Regions from separate parts of the Mus musculus genome. Here all the other regions are linked to region 2. A link is a contact called in public HiChIP or PLAC-seq and capture Hi-C data. All regions are on one chromosome and are shown on one strand. Each heading gives the region's core, a stretch centred on a gene start, on an enhancer-like site or on the middle of the called end of the contact. The rest is flanking DNA. Distances are from core to core; before and after follow the strand shown.

Evidence for each region. HiChIP or PLAC-seq counts read pairs in DNA pulled down with a chosen protein or histone mark. Capture Hi-C pulls out chosen DNA fragments and counts their contacts.
Region 1: a contact with region 2 is called in a capture Hi-C map of embryonic tail, with 4 times the contacts expected there. The contact joins two enhancer-like sites. A contact is called at or near these places in 1 of 115 datasets of contacts at active chromatin or transcription factors (embryonic basal ganglia) and 2 of 9 other capture datasets (embryonic tail and embryonic trunk).
Region 3: a contact with region 2 is called in a FOXA1 HiChIP or PLAC-seq map of pancreatic cancer cells. The contact joins two enhancer-like sites. A contact is called at or near these places in 1 of 39 promoter capture datasets (hippocampal neurons), 1 of 115 datasets of contacts at active chromatin or transcription factors (pancreatic cancer cells) and 1 of 9 other capture datasets (embryonic trunk).

Annotation. Positions count from the first base shown.
Region 1 is chr2:33,917,538-33,921,801 of GRCm38.p6, reverse strand. No RefSeq gene overlaps it. Among named protein-coding and RNA genes, the nearest start is that of Gm39792, 11 kb to the right of the region's middle. Within about 2 kb of position 1,546, at least 35 of the 459 cell types and tissues checked have an H3K27ac peak or open chromatin away from gene starts, as enhancers often do. A contact at or near this core is called in embryonic tail, where this site is marked.
Region 2 is chr2:34,247,874-34,252,106 of GRCm38.p6, reverse strand. The region is part of intron 2 of Pbx3 (pre B cell leukemia homeobox 3); the gene reads left to right. Among named protein-coding and RNA genes, the nearest start is that of Pbx3, 120 kb to the left of the region's middle. Within about 2 kb of position 2,441, at least 184 of the 459 cell types and tissues checked have an H3K27ac peak or open chromatin away from gene starts, as enhancers often do. A contact at or near this core is called in embryonic tail and pancreatic cancer cells, where this site is marked.
Region 3 is chr2:34,543,498-34,547,930 of GRCm38.p6, reverse strand. All of the region lies in intron 7 of Mapkap1 (mitogen-activated protein kinase associated protein 1), which reads right to left. Among named protein-coding and RNA genes, the nearest start is that of Gm34178, 30 kb to the left of the region's middle. Within about 2 kb of position 1,335, at least 44 of the 459 cell types and tissues checked have an H3K27ac peak or open chromatin away from gene starts, as enhancers often do. A contact at or near this core is called in pancreatic cancer cells, where this site is marked.

The sequences.
Region 1 (4,264 bases), core at 297-2,796, 330 kb after region 2:
CCCACACCCCATCTCTCCTCTGGAGTCAGACTGGAATCCTCCAGAGGAGAAGAGACAGCAACAGCATCTGTTGATGGTGCTCTTGATATGCTCTTCCTTGCCTTCTGTGTGTGTGTGTGTGTGTGTGTGTGTGTGTGTGTGTGTGTGTGTGTATGAAAGCCAGATGTCTATGACACACATCTTCAATTTCCCTCCATCTTACTTTTTGAGACAGTGTCTCTCACAGAACCCAGAGCTTTGGGCTAAACTGGTGAGCCCCATGGATGATCCTGGCTCTACCTCTCTCTACCTGCAGCTCCCAGAGCTAGGGCTACAGGAGTGTGTAACCACACCCAATGTTTCACATGGGTGCAGGGGATAGGTTTTTACAGTAAGCATTTACAACTGAGCCATTCTGCAGGTTCTCTTCTCCATTGTTAATATGGTCCTTGTGTTTTCAGGGTTCAGGGGAGCCCAGCTGTTGCCCGGGCGAGTTCCCTGTCACTGAGCTGCAGCTCGCATAGTGAAGACAAAAGGCTCTTCTTCAACTATGGGAACCCAAATAACAGGTGGGAATTTCAAAATGACCTCACTCAGCCACCCTGGATAAAACTGAGGCGGTGTCAGCCATCATCAGCCCTTTCCTGTGGGGAGAGCTGCTGGGAGTTTCTTGGGAGTGGGGGTGGGGTAAGGCTTCTGTATTTGAGGGTCAGGAGCTCAGGTATGTTTTGTCTGGTTGGAAAGATTAACCAAGCAATGTATTTATGATCTGTGTGCTTTTCTATATGTATATCCTGAATTAAAAGGCTTTTTCTTATTTTGGTTTCTTATTTTAAGACTGAGGGTGTGACTCAGTAGTAGAACACTTTCATTCATCCCAACACACCACACACGTGTGCGCAAGTGTGGGCACACACACACACACACACACAGAGTTCTGTGGCCTGGGCAGGTGGAGCCCTCAGGGCAGTAGAGAGGGGTAGGTGGGTTTCTGTAACAAGTGGGGCATGGCTACCTGGGAGGCTGGTCAGGCCATTGTGCCCTGACTTGGAGAGCAAGCTTTCAGTCCAATGGAATGCTGACAAACCCCCCACCCCCACCTCCTCCTCCACCGCTAAGCACCCCACTGCCCGCTGGGACCCTGCCGTGGTGCCACCTGCCTCTCCTCCCCAACAGCTGTATTTTTCAGGTACAATATGACAGGCTCAATCTATTCCTGTTATATATTTCCCGGTAAATGGACAAGGTGAGAACAGTGTCAGTTCAAATCACTATCATGACACTTAGTTCTGATTTACGGCACCTTTTGCCGCAATCTTGAGAGCGCCGGCATCCGTGCTGAGCTGGATTGCCCAGCCAGGCCCCACGGGGTCAGTGTTCAGATCAGCTTCAATAAAAGAATTTAGGGTAAGGCGGCCCCAGGTGGGCAGGGGGCAGGCTAGGGGACCCAGAGGACAAGCTGGGAGAGATGCAGAGGCCACCATTTTCTCCCACGCCTCCCTCCCTACGACTCTTTGTCCCAGGTCCTGTGGTTTGCAGCATCTGGGAAATTTATGGCGACTCCATAAACGGGTTTTACAGACAGCTGTTAGAGCGTGTGGAGCAAGGCCTGGCTGTCGGGGGACCTAGTCTCAGGCTTACAGCCAAGACACTTAAATATTATGGCCACACATATATAAAAATCGTGCTAGGCGCGTCCTCTGCTGCCTCCCTCCTCCTGACCTGGGAGCCAGAGAACGGCCAGAGAATAGCGGCTGCTTGCAGCTGCTGCCTCTGCAGAGACAACTGCCCCCAAACCCCTTGCTCCAGCCCGTGCTGTGCCTCCATAAGACAGCCTGGGCCGGAAGCATGGATGCAGGCGGAGTTGCCTGAAGGGCAGAATCAGATTGTGGAACCCCTCCTAAGCTTTGTCTCCCTGGTCCAGGCTTCCTGGACCAAGTTGTCTGAGCCTCCAAATCTTGTTATTGCTGTCAGCACTGTTTTCTGCCTTCCTATTCCTCCGGTCAGTTTCTATTTTCACTACCCTTCCAGAACTCCAGTTAACACTGCCTTCCTGGTGGTATTGGTCCCGTCTCCCCCCCCCCCCCCCCAACACACACACTCCTGAGTCACTTCTCTGGTCATAAATGCTCGGAGCCCCCTTGGACTTCTTCATAACATCTCTAACAATCGCAATGAAATAATTATTAGTGTCATTATCTGTTTAATGTCTGTCTTCCCCACTGGACAATAAAGCACAGGAAAGTGGGGTCTCAGTGGTGTACAGAACCAGGTACTTGGGAACTATACACTGAACGAATGGAGGTGAGCGTGTGTGTGTGTGTGTGTGTGTGTGTGTGTGAATTAATGGCTCATGACCCTCAGACAGCACGAGGCCACAGGGTTCTGTTCCGATAAGCAGGAGAGAGCAGAGAGATCAGCAAGGGGAGGCTTTGAGAGAAGGTACCCCAGCCTTCACAGTACAGTTTTCTTGCAAGAGAACCAGTTGAGAGACGTAAGATGTGAGACAGGGCTGCTCCCGTAGTCTCTGAGCCTTTTCTTCACAGTGAGGCTAGAGATGGTTTCACAGGGTTGTGAGGGTCAAATGCACTTAGTATGTGTAACAAAGAGCTCTTGATGCTACATAATGACTACACAAGGCTTGAACTCAATAATTCCAGGCAAAGTTATTTATGGGGGGAAAGCCATTCCCCCAGACACTTCTGCTGCCTCTGAAGCCACATTGTGTTATTGCATCACCCCCGTCTGAGTCATTTGACCAGAAAAGAATATATGACCCCACTGGAGCCAATCATAGTGGGGCTCGTAACCTATGACCCCTGGCAGGCCAGTCAGATGGCCTCTCCTGGGACTGAGGAACTATGAGAAAGGCTTGTTAATAGGTTCAGAGAGAGCCAGCCTCTCACACCCATAGCCTGGGATGACCCCCTACTTCCATCCCAGATCGAGGAGGAAGTATAAGTGGTTTAGATTTGTCTTGTCACTAGAATATACTGGATGTGTGATTTGGGGATAGGAACTTAGCCTCTGTGAATATGATTTCCTTACCCTTGAAATAGAGACTATTACAAAAAAAAAAGTGAATTGAATGATAACATGTGATAGAATGTCTTACCATTCACAATGTTCCCCTTACTAATACAAACAGATATTCTGATTTCTCAAGACTTAAGGCTACCCTTGGGCCTCTGTTTTCTTTATTTAATATGTAGTGCATGGACCTGACTTATACAGTCTGTACATGTGTGCAGTACCGATAGAGGCCAGAAGAGGGCATCAGATTCCCCGAGAGCTAAAGCTGCAGGAAGTTGTGCGCTTCTCCGTGGGTGCTGGGACTTGTGTGAGGTCAGGAATCTGAGAGCTCCTGTGTTTTAAAGATAGAAGAAAATGCTGAGACACCTGCTCAGCTTCTGAACTGGCCAGTGGGAAATTGCTAGTGTTCAGCAATTTCCAGCCCCCAGACGAATTTCTACGTGGTTCTGCCTTAGACACAATGGAAACAATAGGAAACATTAGACTGGGCCCTCCCTTTCCTGGGAAGAAGGAAGCAGCTGGCTAAATCAAGGGAAGTTCCTTTACCCAGGAGAAGGAGCTGATGAAATCCATACTATCTCAGCCTCTCTACAGGGCAGCAGCTTCCATGCGCCTCTCCTAACTATGCAGTCTCATTTACCACGGTACAGCAGGCCTGTGAACAACACTTAAGTCACTTTGCCTCATAGTACTTTGAACTGAGGTAGAGACAGATTCCCAAAGCTCACTGGCTAGCCAGCCTAACCTAAAGGGTGAGCCCCAAGTCCAAAGACAGACCAGACTCAAAAACCAACGTGGACTCCTTCCTGCCCCATTCCAGCTGTGAGTTATCTTGGCTGATGCTAGGGGCCATAGAGAGTTGAGGATTCACTGTAAGGAGACTCCATCTGTGAGCTCATCACCCCAGATGGAGTGGCACTGTGAGGAGATGCAGGAACTGTGGGATTATCCATGTTCCTGTGTTAGCAGGGACACACCGGGCGACTCAAAGGAGAATTAAGACATTCATCATCATCATCATCAAGTCAAGTTTTTGTCCTATAAATCCTTTAAAGTACTTCTCTACAGGGGAACACAGAATCCCATATATGGGGATCTTCCATCTATGGTCCCTGGAAAACCCAGAGACAGTTTGATGTTTTGAAAATGGGGGATGCCCTTCTGTGAGCGGCACAATCTCTAGCCCATGTGGCCAAGCTCAGACTTGAATAACTCAAATATCTCTTTCACTAAACAAATAAGGTGAACCACT
Region 2 (4,233 bases), core at 1,192-3,691:
ATCTCATCATGTAGACTAGGCAGGCTTTAAGACTTTTCTGTGAAGTCCATGTTCGCCTCAAACTCATAAATCTTCCTATCAAAAATTAATATTTCATAGATAGAATTTTAACTTTTTCTTGTTCTGTTGTTTTGTTGAGGCAGGGTCTCACTGTGTAGCTCTGGCTGTTTTAGAACTCACTATGTAGATCAGGCTGGCCTTGAACTCAAAGAGATCTGCTTTCCTTTGCCTCCAAAGTTTTGTGATTAAATGTGTACAGCCTTACCAGCTAGATTATAAATTCTTAATGGTAAAATGTTTAAAAATCAGAGGGTAGCCGGGCAGTGGTGGCGCACGCCTTTAATCCCAGCACTTGGGAGGCAGAGGCAGGCAGATTTTTGAGTTCGAGGCCAGCCTGGTCTACAAAGTGAGTTCCAGGACAACCAGGGCGGCTACACAGAGAAACCCTGTATTGAAAAACCAAATAAACAACAAACAAAGAAATAAATACAATCAATCAATAAAAAAATCAGAGGGTAAATTTGCTTATTTTTGAAAATAAGGTTTAAGTTTTTCTTACCTTGTACTTACATACATAGTAACTGATCATAAAGCAGCATTTGTTAATATAGAAGTTATTAACTACAGAATGCAAGTAAGAACATTAATGTTTAGGGTGAAATTCAGGAGGTTATCATCCATAATGAGTATGGATTCTCATTTTTTATACATAGAAGCTTTTGGTGAAATAGGAGGCCAAAGCTGGTGAGCACGTTGACTTAGGTGAGCGATGGATAAATGGCCACCACGGCTAGTAGACCTGGAGCATGATGAAGTAATGTGTGCACTTAGACATAAAAGAAACACTACCTCTGGAGAAAAATGATTTAACGTGCAGAGAAGGGTTATTCATTTTTAAGAGATTAAAAATGATTGAATATAATACCTTTAATTTGTAACAACGGTCTGACGGCTGCTTCCTGTCTAAAGAAAACCTTTTGATCAGCGTGTCTATTTTGATCTCTTCTGCCCCATAGTGTATTGAATGGATAAAGAGATGATTTTCAGTTATTGTGCACATATTTAATTAAGCAGTGAAGATACTCAGATGGGTTTAGTTCTCGGCCATTTAGTAGACAAATCCATGAGTGGTTACTTTGTGGCATACAATTGACCCCTTTGTGGAAAATTTTCTAGAAAATGTTCAGGATTAAGTCACTCTGTTATGTGAGACCAGAAGTGGCTCACAAGCTCTTCCTGAAACAGACACGTATTTGATGGCATTTAGGGGAGGTGTGGATTTGATATGCACCCCTCTCCTATTCTATTCTCCTATTTTACACCTAAAAAAATGAGTTAAAATTTTCAACCATGCTTTCTTTTTTTTTTCCACTTGAAAGTAGAAAAGTAATTTCTTAAAATGTGTAAAACCTTTGTAAAGTTTAAGATTTGATTGTCATTATTAAAACATAGCCTTAATGTAATTGATCAGAATTTGTTCACAAATTTATAATCCCATTTAAGTCTAAATGAAATTAAGTAAATGCATGTATTTGAAATACAAAATCCTGATTCTTTAAATACTTGACATAGTAAGCCATTATGCCAGTTTGGCAAGTGTGAGAAGACGGGTGCTCATAGCCATGCAGTGGGCGTCACTTTCTCGGCTCTCTAAGAACACATCTTATATAGAATATTCTGAAAACGCTGTTAGGATTACTTCAAAAGATGCATACTTTTTTGTTGTTATAATATGATTGCAAGCTTAAATATGGAGTTTAATTACTTTTACCCATAGCACGGTGTAGAGAAAAAACCTCTATGCTTCCACACAGTCAGCTGTCCTTAATTTAGTGTGATCTGTCACAACGGTACAGCAGCGTGGCACCTTATGGCAGAGCCCTTCAGGCATCTCCTGGGACATAAGCCTTGGATTCTGTTAAATGTGGATCTCCCGCCCCCGGTGATTCTGGGGTACCACTGACCGGTGCAGAGTGGGGTCCTATCTCCTGGCTGAGGAACGCCATTCTGGGGGGGGGGGGGGCTGCACACCACAAGTTTGCATAAAGGCGTGGCAGCAATCTTTCTCCTATGGAATGTCGCTAGAGCCAAAAATACTGCCTGCGTGGGAGCTTGGTTTCGGCTCGAATTTTCTTTCCGCGGTAGTTTTTGTTCTCAATCACCTTGATGAAACAATCTCGAAGCCGTTCAGCTCTCTGTGGCATTTGGAATGAGTCACTGACAGGCTGATTTTCCACCCCTGTTGTGATGCTGCTTTCTCTAGTTAATATTCCTGCGTAAGTGTTGCACAAAAGTAAACCCTAAGAGCTGCAGACCGGGAGGCTGCTCCATTTGCATTAATTATGCAGTCAGGGCGGGAGCGCTGTCAGGCTAGGCGGGAGGGCTGTGGCCGCAGAGAACAATGGGCGCTGAGACTCCCGCTCTAACCGCTGCTCAGTGAGTCCTCAAACCCAAGCCCTGAAACTTGCTTTGCTGCTGTGGTAGGGGAAGGAGTCTTTCCAGGATTTCAGCTCTCTGAGCTGCCGCCTACAGGAGAATCTCAGAGGAGGACAGCGGAAAGGCTCCATGTGCACATTTTAACGGACACAGGAGAAAATGCCAAGCCAGCTGCAAAACATGGACATCTTGGGAAAATGGTGGTTGGGGGGGGGGGGGTAATGATAAGACAAAAACAAAACCCTTCGCCATGAATCTGAAGCATCATCTGCTAGGTTTCTCTTCTGTAATTGGTGTGGAGGTATCCTAACTTAATGATGGTGTCTTTCAATGGAACTGACTTACATAGGGAAGCACAGGGAATTGAGCTGTACAAACATTGGTTGAGAACCTATGTCCTAGATGATGGGGGATTATTACTTCATTATTATTGGTTGGAAAATGCTACAGAAAAGAAAATCCTGTTTTAAAAAAAAGGATTTCTATATGGAAACCACAGGAAAATGCCCTTGTTAGAGTTTCCCTGCCAGTGCCTTAGCTCCACTCAGGAAATGGCGCTGCCAGGAAGGTTGTGTCTGTTTTCTCTATTCTTTTTGTAGAGTATCAGAGAAGATAACTGCAGGATTTCTACAGTGTGTACCTTACCTTATATATCTAATTATGGGGGTCAGAATTAGTCTGCTTGGGAGGACTGACTAGCCAAGTCTCCTGCCAGTAAAACAACACCATACTGAGATTTGTAAAGATTAATAAAAGAAATACTAGAAGCCCTGCTCCCTTTTGGATTCCTAAACAATTCCCTGGTACAGTTGGTGCTTTTCTTTAAAATAAATGATTGTGTGTGCAGCATTCTGTGAGTAAAACCTGGAACATTTGGCCAGGAGGAAACACAGTGAAAATTTTTCCAAAAGGAATTAGGCCATCCTTTCAAGGCTGTGTGTAGTTGCCAGAAGAGATGACATTTACCTCCATCACAGCCAAAGTCATAATTCCTAGGAAACGAGCTTTGCACCTTTGTCTTTTGTTTCTACTTATGAAATAGCATGTATTACTTGAAAGTGTTTACTTCTTTTCTGTCATACTGTGTTCCTATTCCACAAATAAGCTGTTTTTGAAAACACATACCATTTGCTTTTTCACCCACCAGGACAACATTGACCATTCTGTTATGTGGTACATATTTTTAATGTCGCTGCTAACCATTAAAACACACAATTATAAATAGATAATCTTTAGTCCGATAGAAATATATAAAAGTATAACTTTCTAAAGTGAAGGTTGAATCACTAAAGATTGCAGACCTCCACCCCCTGTTACTACAAAGTGGTCCAGTCAAACAGGCAGCATTAGAACCCTGTAAGTAAAATGTCCAACTAGAGGAAGAATGACATGCTACTGTCAGTAGTTTATATAATAGGCCAATGTACAGATTATTACACTCATGTATGCAGAAAAATTGCAGTTTGTTGTTACACAAATAGAATAAAATATTCATGGAGCCCATTGTTTTTCCATTGAATTGCTTTAATTTTGCAACAAGAATTTAAAAGTTTATTTTCTTTTAAATCTTGGAGTGGGGCTCTTTCGTAAAATAAAATGAAAAACATACAAATTTAGTGATCATTGGGCCTTTAGAATTTTAGTTTTTAATATGCACACATGCATATTAAGTATAAACTCCCAGAATTTTCTTTTTGCTTTTTTAAGTTTTTGAAAATTTCATAAATGAGTTCTTTATTTACATTATTTTTACCTCTTCTCCAACTCTTCCCGTGTTCCTCTTACACCTGACAAACT
Region 3 (4,433 bases), core at 86-2,585, 300 kb before region 2:
TTGTTCACAATTAATTTACTTAAGTTCAACATCCCTCTGACAAAGGAAAAGGATCTGATCATACTTGTCTTTAGAAAGGTAGTCATCAACATCTGGCAAGATTATCAGGTTGCCAGTGTCAGTTCCAGATCTGCTGCTGCAAAGCCAAGATGCTACAAGGCTGAGGCTCTGAGACCTGCCAACCTTCCCAGCCACTGAGCCAGGCAGAGTCACTCACTCTTTGGGAGTCTGCCCAGCTCCTACTGCCTGGTCCAGTGCTGGTGGACAGGACAGGGGGCTCATGGAAACAAAGAGAAAGTAAGGGCACGACTGACGCTAGAGAAACACAGACGGACACGTGAAGCTACAAGCAAGAACCACTGTCCTTACATCTTGTTGCTTTACTCTCTTCTTCCCATGCTGCCCAGCACAGCAGAGGCTGCTGGAATACTTACTGAGCACTAAGGATGCTTTTGACAACTGATGCTTGAAAAATCTGTGTGACCCTTCAGTGCGTTTGTTTGTTTTACTTAAATTGTAATTCATCTTAATTCATATTGTTCCACTATTAAATGTAGTACAGGGGAAAACCCAGCACACTCACATTTTGCTATGGTCTGGTATTCCTTTGACTTAGTAGTGACAGTCTCTAGGAATACTGAAGAGCCCCAAGGCCACTCTAGTTCCTCCAGCACTAGAGCTTTACTTGGATCTCACTGGCTTTCCCTGTGGAAAACTAGTTTGATGACAAAATGGCACCCCCACACTTCATCCTGTGACCTAGGGAGTCACAGAGGCAGGTGTGGATGATAGCTGCCTCCTGGTGCAAACCCAATGCTGTTGGCCTGAATTTAAACTATCGTTGTCTCTAGACATTATCACAATAAGAAAAAGACAGCCTCACTGACTAGCTCTTGCTTGGGTTTCTGAGACTCACAGAGCCCAGGCTGGCACTGAAGTCCTTATCCTTTTGCTCCTCTCTCTCAAGTGTTGGGATATCAGCTTCTTTTCCCCTACAGCATCACACTCCTATTCTAGAAGGAAGTAGATTGATCTTTCTAGGGGAGGGGTGTACACATGTCTCCACTGAGCTAGCTATGTGTCCTGAAACGAACCCAGTACTGAGGACACACCTTTCCACAGCAATCACAGGTACATGGTAGAAAGTTCTTTCAGCTGCAACTGACCGAAAAGGAAGAGCTCTGCTGTCATATTGCAGCTGCTGAAAACTTCCTTCTGAGCTGCTTATGGAGGAAAATGGCTCTTGTGTCAGGCCTCTGCAAGCAGTGGAACACTGTGGAGGATGCTTGGCTGGTCTCGGAGAAGTCTGCTGGGGTGGGCTAACTCTTGTAAAGGAGTGGTTTTATGCAAAGTAGCTAACACAATCTTGGCAGAGGAAGAATTCTTCCAGCTGGCAAGAGGATCCACAGAAGGCTGGCATGCCTGTAGAAAGGGTCTTCTGCTTGTGCTGGGTGGGGTAAGACTCATACTCTTCCCAGAGACAGACACAGCACCCCGAGCCTCTTTGCTTGTAGTAATCCTACAGTCATTCTCATGATATCCTCTTCATGCAGCCGTTCCTGAGAAGCAGCAGCAAAGTGCTAAACCTCTCTCTACCACAGAAACATGCAAATGCCACTTGTAAATAAGTAAGTTCCTTGGCAGCACCCTTCTGCTGGCTTTACCTCCAGACTCTCTGGCACAGGAAGCTGATGACATAAGCTGTGTGACAAAGGAGTCTTGTGATATCAATCCTCCTCTATCATGGCATGGGCATCCTTGTTAGGAAAGCAGCTGTTTCTTGGAAACGGTGCTTCCAGCAGCCTCAAGTTCAAGTGCAATACAAGGCTCCTTCTATATCACATTAAGTTTCCTACAGACTTAACTTGCTGGAAACATAAAGTTATAGGCAAAAGCCAGGTCAATGAATGGAAACAAAGTAAAGCAACACCTCCAGAGAAACTTAGGCCCAAGGGTGATGACAACACGTGACTTCCACTGAGTTCTCTGTATAGATTAAATATCTTATAAGCACCCGGCAATCCTACAACCTTTTCAGAGCCTGTGACTGAGGCTGCAAGGGGTTCATGACTTGTCTCATTTTACAGCTTATCAGAGGTGCTGCTGAGGACTCAGGGTGATTTATTTCCAAAGTCTAGGTTTTTCCTACAGCATCACACTCCCATTCTAGAAGGAAGCAGATTGATCTTTCTAGGGGAGGGGTGTACACATGTCTCCACTGAGCTAGCTATGTGTCCTGAAATGAACCCAGTACTGAGGACACACCTTGTAGTCGTGAACAGGACAATACAGGGACCCATGAGTTTAGGTCTCAGGTTATTCATTACTACTGTGTAGCCTCTCTTAGCTCTAGTGTCACTCCATATATAAAATGAAACTAACAGCCAACTAAAATATGTGTTTGAAAAGTGCTGATGTAAGTGGTAATAATTATTATCAATCTGTAACTTTACATGGAAAGTTAAAGCCACGGGTAAATGAAAGAAGGAAACCATGACCTCAAATGTTATTTAACATATTATGTATAGAAAAATAAAATATCCCACACTACTGGGTATCTTCCCGTGCTGCTTTCTGTCTTATTGGCTTGAAAGTCTCCCACTACCCCAGAAACTGACTGTTTTGTCTAGACCAACTAAGCAGCCTGTTCTTGAGCTCTGCCTGTCTGCCTCCCGGCGCTGGGCGGAGCGGCGTGTGCAGTGAGCATCTAGCCTTTTACACGGCTGCGCTCCCTGGGCTTACGGGCTACATGCTTTGACCACTGAGTCACCTCTCCAGCTCCCCACCCTCCATTTTATTATTAACTTTGGTAGCCCTGAAAAGCTGACAACTGTACACAAAAAATTCAGGTACCTACTGCCACATTCCATACCTAACACTTGACCCCATTTGCTCCAGCAAGTATTTACCCCACTCCCATCTTTTCGAATGCATTTGAACCAGGAGACAGATACCAGCATATTTAGAACACCCTGTAGTTAAATGGCTAACTAGGATTCAATGTTTACAATTCTATTTTTACTTTTAGGCACAATCTGCACACAGTGGGATAAATAAACTTCACAAGTGCCGCTTGCTCACCTGTGCTTGTGCAGCCCAGCTCCTGACCTCACGTGGACTGTCAACACACAATCTATTTCCCTTAGCCTAGAAAGCTTTCAACAGCCTTTCACAGTGAGGAAATTCTGTGGTTGAGAAATATTACACAGAACTTAAAAATCTAATTTTATCTGTTACCTGTTATCAATACTCACGAATTGTGCAGGTGTGTTTACATACATACACACACACACACACACACACACACACACACACACACACACACACACACACACACAGGTGTGCACACATATTCCCCATTCATGGCATTCACAACCATAAAAGCAAAACAGGATACAGCCCAGGTCACAAGGTCTTGTGTAGAGATTAAACATAAAAATGCTGGGAATACTATTAAGTTTCCAATGGACATCAAAGTCATTTTGTTGGTACTTCCTCTCTACTTCTTTCCCCCTAATTTAAAGATGCTGCTTTGAAATAGAAAACAGTAATGAGGTAAAAAAGAAAAAAAAAACACCCAGTTAAATGAGAGCTGTGGGAAAAGGCACCTCTCTGCATAGGCAGTCCTCTCCCAATTTATCCACTCTGACTTCAGCTAATTAAACATCCGTCTCAACGGCCTCCTCGGCAAATTAGTCATCCCCACTTTGTGACACTGATTGTTGGTTGCAGCCTCTCCCCACTTGCTGCCATTCCCAGAAACTTGTAGGAGTTTTCTCACCAGGCACATGGCAAGGAATGATGCAGGGTCTCCATTAGCCCCCTACAGTTGCCCTTGGTACCAGTGCTGTTTGTAATGCTGCCAGCCATGTCCTCAGACATGCCTTCCCAAAAGAAACCTGTTCAGGGGTGACAGTTTTGTCTACATTTCTGAGTTCCAGTGTATGATGCACTTTCCAAGTGCTAGTACATATACCAGACGGAAAAGAGGTATTAAATAAGCATTTCATTGAAAATCTGTTTTACGATAGCTTTGATGAGGAAGGAAGGAAGTAGTACAAGGTCTCAAAGGAACTGAACTGAGTTCTGGTAAATCACCACAGATCCTCTGAGCACTGAAGCTTTGTGAGTGGATCAAATGGCCAGCAGGCAAACAAGGAAAGCTGCCCGGCTTGGCTGTATGTGCACACGCTCCTTGTCACCTGCCTGCTGAGAGAGAGAGAAAGAGAGACGGCAGGCGGGGAAAACCTGATTTTGCACTATAGGATACATTTTACACGTTACTCAAGTCAGACTTCTTAAAATGCCTTTTCCCCTTAAAAGAGCTTACTGTCCATCCTAAGTGGTAGCATCTTTTAGAAAGACAAATGGCTAACAAGCACATTTGAAAATACTTAACTACACTGAAGACTCAGATAAAGAAAGTAAAATGA